Linked DNA regions of Oryctolagus cuniculus: region 2 is linked to region 1. Evidence: chromatin contacts called from public Micro-C data. All regions are on one chromosome and are shown on one strand. Each heading gives the region's core, a stretch centred on a gene start, on an enhancer-like site or on the middle of the called end of the contact. The rest is flanking DNA. Distances are from core to core; before and after follow the strand shown. Region 1 holds the start of RUSC2 (RUN and SH3 domain containing 2). Region 2 overlaps RUSC2 (RUN and SH3 domain containing 2).

What was found. Hi-C and Micro-C count contacts between places; a contact is called where the count stands out from the background.
Region 2: a contact with region 1 is called in a Micro-C map of ear pinna, with 4 times the contacts expected there. The contact joins the enhancer-like site here to the promoter of RUSC2 in region 1. A contact is called at or near these places in 5 of 6 Hi-C or Micro-C datasets (ear pinna, embryonic fibroblasts, psoas muscle and 2 more).

Annotation. Positions count from the first base shown.
Region 1 is chr1:198,459,756-198,463,216 of mOryCun1.1, forward strand. It overlaps RUSC2 (RUN and SH3 domain containing 2), which reads left to right and starts at 1,549. Exons shown (of 13, transcript XR_011380830.1): 1 at 1,549-1,844. It overlaps LOC127490675, which reads right to left. Exons shown (of 4, transcript XM_070054005.1): 1 at 2,329-3,461. The coding sequence starts at 2,646.
Region 2 is chr1:198,498,683-198,502,143 of mOryCun1.1, forward strand. The region is part of intron 1 of RUSC2 (RUN and SH3 domain containing 2); the gene reads left to right. Among named protein-coding and RNA genes, the nearest start is that of CIMIP2B, 24 kb to the right of the region's middle. Within about 2 kb of position 1,734, at least 6 of the 8 cell types and tissues checked have an H3K27ac peak or open chromatin away from gene starts, as enhancers often do. A contact at or near this core is called in ear pinna, where this site is marked.

The DNA of each region.
Region 1 (3,461 bases), core at 299-2,798:
GGTTTGGGAATCAGCATCCCCCGGGTTCAAGCCCCTGTTACAGCTGCAATTGGAGCTTCCTGCTAATGTGCACCCTGGGAGACAGCAGATGATGGCTCAAGAACTTGGGTCTTGCCCCTCATATGTGAACCTGATTACTGGCATTTGAGGAATGAATCAGATAGATGTCTCTCTGCCTTTCTTTTTTTTTTTTTAAACAAAAGATTTATTTATTTGAAAGGCAGAGTTACAGAAAGGCAGACAGAGAGGCAGAGAGAGACCGAGGTCTTCCATCTGCTGGTTCACTCCCCAAATGGAAACAATGGTCAGAACTGGGCCAGGAGCTTCTTTGTGGTCTCCCAAGTACTTGGCCATCCTCTGCTGCTTTCTCAGCCACATTAGCAGGGAGCTGGATCAGAAGTGGAACAGCCAGGACTTGAACCTGCACCTACATGGGATGCTGGCACTGCAGGCAGGGGCTTTAACTATTATGCCACAGGGGCTTTAACTATTATGTCTTTCCTTAAAAAAAAAAATAATAATAATTGGGTGCCGGAGCTATGGCATAGCGGGTAAAGCCACTGCCTGCATGGGTGGTGGTTCTAGTCCCGGCTGCTCCACTTCCAATTCAGCTCTCTGCTGTGACCTGGGAAAGCAGAAGATGGCCCAAGTCCTTGGGCCCCTGCCCCCGATGTGGGAGACCAGGAGGAAGCTCCTGGCTCCTGATCGGCACAGCTCCGGCCTTTGCGGCCAACTGGGGAGTGAACCAGAGGATGGAAAACCTCTCTCTCTTTCTCCCCTCCCCCTCCCCCTCTTCTTCTCCCTCTGTGTGTGTGTGCATGTGACTCTGTTAAATAAATAAATCTTAAAAACTAACTTTAAAAAAAAATTTTTTTTAATTTTATTTTAAAGGAAGAGTTAGAGGGAGAGATCTCCCATTCACTGGTTCACTCCCCAAATGGCCACAACGGCTGGGGCTGGGCCAGGCCAAAGCCAGGAGCTTCTTCTGGGCCTCCCACGTGGGTGCAGGGGCCCAAGCACTTGGGCCATCTTCTGCTGCTTTCTCAGGCGCAACAGCAGGGAGCGTGATGGGAAGTGGAGCAGCCAGGACTTGAACCAGCGCCCATATGGGATGCTGGCACTGCAGATGGCGACGGCTTTACCTGCTAAGCTACGCCACAGCGCCGGCCCGCTGCCTTTCAAATGAATACATTTTTTTAAGTCTTATTTAGGAACAAATGCTAATTAATTAATTGAAACTACCAAAGCCTGGGCACCATCCAACCCCCACTGCACCACACCCCGCCGGTTCTGAGTCTATCGGTGTGGGCTGAGGTAAGCCTTCATGTCTGTTGCTCTTTTGCTTCTTTTATGTCCTCGCGAGGTTCCACCCGGGATCCAGGATAAGAATCGCCGCTTTAGGCGAGGCCGGGATCTCACACCCGCCCGCCCTCAAGGCCAGCTGTTTTGGCTCGAGCTCGCTGGTCCAGAGCCCGGGCCCGCCCGTCCTCCGTCGCCCGGCACCACCCCGCAGGGGGCGGGGCGCAGGCCGCAAAAGGCGGGGCGGCTGCCGCAGCCTCGCCCTGCGGCTCGCGGGGAAGCGCCGCGCGTGACTCCGGCTGCGCCCGTCGCCGCAGGAGCAGGGGCAGTGGGCAGGCCCCGCAGGCCCAGCGGACCGGACCAACGCGCGGTCCAGAGGGGCGGGAGGCACCGATCGGACCATCGGCGCCGCGCCCGCAGGGGGGCCGGGCGTGACCAACCTGTCTGGAGAGGAGGGGGGCCCGGCGTGGAGCCGCTGCCCCTGCAGGGCGCGAGACGCCGCCGCCGCGCCCGCGCGGGGAGACGAGCCTGAGGCGAGAAACCAGGTAGGAATGCCTCTCCGAGGCTGCCGGGATCCTGAAGACCCACTGCCACCGCGTTCCAAGCGATCCCATAGAGAGCCCTCTGTCTGCCCACCCTGCCGGCCCTCCCGCCATTCCCCTCGGCCCCACCCTCCCGTCCTCTCGGACCCTGCGGACAGACCGCATCCCCAGTCCTTCTGACCCCTTCCACTCCACGGAGTGGACACCCAGGACCAGCCATCCCTTTGGGCGCCACCCCAAGCCCACCCCCAACCGTCTCCTCAAACCGTCCCCTCAGAGGCTCCCCCCGGCCCCTCGCGCCCGGGAGTCATCGTTGTGACGACCCTGGGCGAGCGCGGCTGCGGGCACCCCAGCCCCGGGCCGCCGCGGGGCCTCGGCAGGGCCAGCCCCAGCCCGGCTCCTCGGAGCCCTCCGCCCCTTTCACCCCTGCTTGCGGAGTCGATACCTGCCGGGCGCCGGCAGGGGTCCTGTCTCCCTGCAGTTTTACCTGGGGAAGACCCTGGGCTTGGCAGTTGGCCGGTCCGCCGGCGCGAAGGGCACGGCGATCCCGTGGGCCCGGGCTGGCTGCGGACCGCCGGACCCGCCCTGGGGGAAGGCCCGGACCCCAGTCCCCTTTACGTCCGAGTTCCCGGCACGGGGCCCGGCACAGCGTGTCCTCAGTAACTAGGTGTTGGCTGGGGAATGAATGGGTGAGCCCACTGCAGAGGCGGTGAGGCGGCGTGCCTCGGGGAACGGCGCCTCTGGTTACGTAAAGGGGGATTGCTAAGGTCGTCCCATCTAGGAATATATCAGCCTTTCCGTGCATTTATCTAATCTTATTTACATAAGCGCGGCTGTGCATCAGCTGTTTTCTCTTGGTATTTTGTTTACCCCAAAAGGGGCGGGGGCAGGGCTGGGGCTACAGAAATTCTTATTGGTTCCAGCCCTGGAGGCTACCTAGAGGATCTTGAAAGAGCCGGGGACTGCTCCTCTTGCCCTGGAGAGGAGGCGCTCCCTCTGGGGAGGGATTCTGGAGGCCAGCCACCGCCTCCGGAGCTGACTCAGTGCCTGGTCAGCCGGGGCTTCGGGGCAGGTCGGAGACATGCAGGACCTCAGTTCTTGTGCCCTCCAGGTCCTGGGCACCTGCTTCTCAGAGCCTGGAGGACAGGTGTCCCGTCCTGGCCTAGCGTGAGAACGATGTCAAAGGTTCCTAAAGCTGCTCTGCTATGAGCAAGCCACATGGGCCATTTATGTCCCTGTAAATCCACGTCTAAACCAGAACAAGAACCTTTTAAAGATGGAACTCTCCAAGAGCAAGGAGGCCGAGAGCCGGTTTTGTTGATTCCTAGGAGGGTGACCGGAGCAGATTCGGTTTCCTGAGGCTAAGGCAAGGTTTGGAGACCTCAGTTTGGGCGCAGCTTGGGTGGGGGGAGTGGGTGGTGTTGCTGAGTGATGAAACAGTGTCTAGAAAGCTGTGGGAGTTTATAAGCTAGGAAGTAGTTGCCTAACTGGAGCTCAAAATATTAGCAAACAAAAATAGTGATGGGGTTTCTCGGAAGGCTCCTTAGATGTTAATCTGCAGTGGGCTTAGTGGAAGGAGGAGCAGATGCAGATAGTACTCACCTGGGCGCTTCCTGCTGC
Region 2 (3,461 bases), core at 484-2,983, 39 kb after region 1:
TGAAACAATATATAACCTGCTTGGACTTAGCAAATGTTGATTTTTTTCACTTAGTATATTGTCTTCAAGGTTCATCCCTGATATAGCATATACCAATACTTCATTCCTTTTTATTGCTAAATAATATTCAATTATACAGATATACCACATTTATCACTTCTTTTATTGATGAACATTTTTACTATTCCCAATTTTGACTATTATTCATATACAAGCTTTTATGTGAACATGTTCTCATTTTTCTTGGAATATATGTACTTGGGAGCAGAACTGTTTGATTATATGGACCTCCAGACTGTTTTCTAATGTGGTTGCACCATTACACAATGCCCCCAACAATGGATAGGGGATCCACTTTCTCCACACAATCATCAACACTTATTATTGTCTGTTGTCTTTTTTGTTTTGTTTTAGCCACTCTAGTGGGGTCAAGTGGTATCTCATTTTAGTTATAATTTGTACTTCCCTAATGACTAATAATGTTGATCATCTTATTATGTGCTTTTTGAACATTTGTGTGTCTTCTTTGGGAGAATGTCTACTCAAATCCTCTGCACATGTTTAATTGAGTTGTGTTTTTTTCTTTTCATTTTTTTTAAAATAGTGACTTTATTTATTTGAAAGACAGAATTCCAGAGAGAGGTAGAGACAGAGAGAGAGACAGAAGTCTTCCATCTGCTGGTTCATCCCCAAATGGCCACAACAGCTGAAGTTGAGCCTATCCAAAGCCATGAACCAGAAGCTTCTTCTGGGTGATTCCATAAGGGTGCTGGGTCTTCCGCTGCCTTCCCAGGCACATAAGCAGGGAGCTGGATTGGAAGTGACGCAGCCAGGACTTGAACTGGCACCATATGGGATGCCAGGCCAGGGCTTTAACCTGTTGCGCCACAGCGCCGGCCCCATTGAGTTGTCTTCTTATTGCTGAATTTTTTATGTATTCTGGATAGAAGTTCCTTGTCAGACATAGTGATTTGCAAACTTCCTCCAGTTCTGTGGGTTATCTTTGGATTATCTATTTTTGTTTGTTTACTTTAATTTTAACCATCCTAGTGGGTGTGAAATAGCATCTCATTGAATTGGTTTTGATTTACATTACCCTAATGACTAACTGTTGTTGAGCAACTTTTCGTGGGTTGAGGGCCATTTGTGTTAATCTCCTTTGGAGAAATGTCAGTTTAAGTTCTTTGCTCGTTTTTAAGTTGGGTTGTTAGTCTCTTTGTCATTGATTTGTAGAGACACCCATTTTTAAACCAATTGGCTCTCACCCCTGGCCTTCGAGCCTCTCTTTTAAAGGGTTCCTCCTCTTCTTTGAGTCTTTAGACAAATAGTTTCAGAGCATCTTCTCCACCTCCAGGATATTCCCCTTTCTTACAGCTTTTTGAATTCCCAAACATCAAGATTGGTTATTTAACTTCAGTCCTTCCTGTTACCTTTTGGCTTCTACTGTTTTGAGAAAAGTTACACAGAAAGCACAGATTATATTTGAACATGAAGGTTCCTATAGATGCTGAAACACGGGTGACCCACTGACAACCCATCGTACAACTGGATCTTCCGGAGGCCCCCTTCATTCAGTTTCCACAAATTAGAAAGAGCCCAAGCAGACACACATGCGCTTTAGAGCTGAGGGCGTGGCCTTTTCATTATCCTGATTGTATCCTTTGAAGCACAGATATCTTAAATTTTTGTGTAGTCCAATTTATCTATTTTCTCTAGATTCCTCTTGTACGGTATGTGAGAGGGGTCGGTTCTACTTCAGCCACCACTAGTGGACCCTCTGAAGAGCCAGAGAACTGAATGGAACGTGTGTTGGCACACGGGCCTGTAGCCACTTCGGCCCTAAGACGTGTGTTACAAGGTCCCTGCAGTGCAGTCTGTATTTTCTGAGACAGACCCATGTTCCCCAGGAGGCAGGCGCGTGCACACGCACACAGAGGCTTTGGGTAGAATGACGACTGCTGATGACAGCCGCCCCTCAGGGCTCCAGGAGTCCCCTCCCAGGCTGACTGCTCCACCTCTAGGCTAGCCTGGAATCCCAGTGAGAGGAAGAAGCTGGAAAACACAGTCATTCAGAGAGAAAAGAGGAGGGAGAAGTTTCTGGCTGAGATCTGAAAGGAGGGGCCTGAGAAAGGAAGGAAGGAAGGAAGGAAGGAAGCTTCCAGGCTCTGCCCAGACTCCTTCCCTGAGACTCCTGAGAGGAGTAGGCCCAGCTCTCCCTGCCGGGAGATCGGGAGAGATCTCCATCTGCCGGCGCCGACTGCCCTCCGCTGCCGACTCCTTTCTCTCCCCTCCCCCTTCGCCGGGCTAACAGGCCCACGGGGACTGCCGGGGAGCGGGGAGCGAGGCTGAGCGGCTGTACTGTGGGCATGCCCGCTCCTCTCCCTTCCCCCTTCCCTTGGCAGCAACGTCACCGCAGCACCAGCGGCCGCGGCAGCAGCAAGGAGACGGCGCTGGGATTGCGCAGCCTCCCTGCATTAGCAGCGATGCCATTGTATTAGCAGAAATCAGATCTTAGGGAGTCGGCCCAGGGCCCCCTGTGTGGGCCCGGGAACAGTGCCTCGGCAGGAACTGTCAAGGCAGAGCAAAAGGAGCAGAAGCCTCCGGTCCAGCTGAAGGCTCCTTACAGAGGTATGGCTCAGCGCAGCTGGGGGAGGGGCAGGGCAGAGCCAACAGCGCAAGCCATCGGCATTCGGGCCCTGGCTGCCAAGGACTGGCTTTGTCTTTCCAAAAGAGGGAGAGAGCGCGCGTGCGAGCGTTAGACAAGCTCATCCATGCATAGGTTTGTGCTGTGGTGCAGAGACGGGGAGAAGCAGAGTTTGAGCATCATTGTGCTGTTTTGTCAGGAAGCAGGAGACTCCATCCTTTCTTTTTGGGCATTTCTAATGAAGCTGCTCTTCGCTGCTGTAGTCAGAGTGGAGGGGGTCAGATCTGGAAACAAAGGCTTAATGGGAGGAGACTACAAAAGCTGTAAGTTCATGATGGAGAAGATGCAGGCATCCATGCTTTCAGGAGGGGCTGGGAAGCCGCTCCCTGCACGCACACACTCACACACACACTCACACACCATGCCTTCTGGTGCTGTGAGAGCCACTAGGCTCCAAGAAAGAATGTTGACCAAGATGTCCCACAGTAGGTTGGGGGCAGGGGATGGTCATTGCAATGTCTAGGGCACCTGACCTGTTATAACAAGCCATCTTACTCATGGATTCCTAGCAGGAAGAGACCTGAGCATAAGCTAATAACTCCCAAATCCACCCTCCTGCCATCATACCTTCAGTCCTTCCCAAGGACCTGGGCAGGAAAAGACCTTTTGGTCCTGCTGAGGCTGCTCATCAGGACCTCAAGTCAAGGTCAGCCTGCAGGAGAGCAGCAGCTGAGTCCCTTTGTCTCCCCTATCTCCCTTCAAGAGGCCAGAAAAGAGGGGGAGGGTTATTTGGCAAAAAAGACGCTGATGCCCAAAG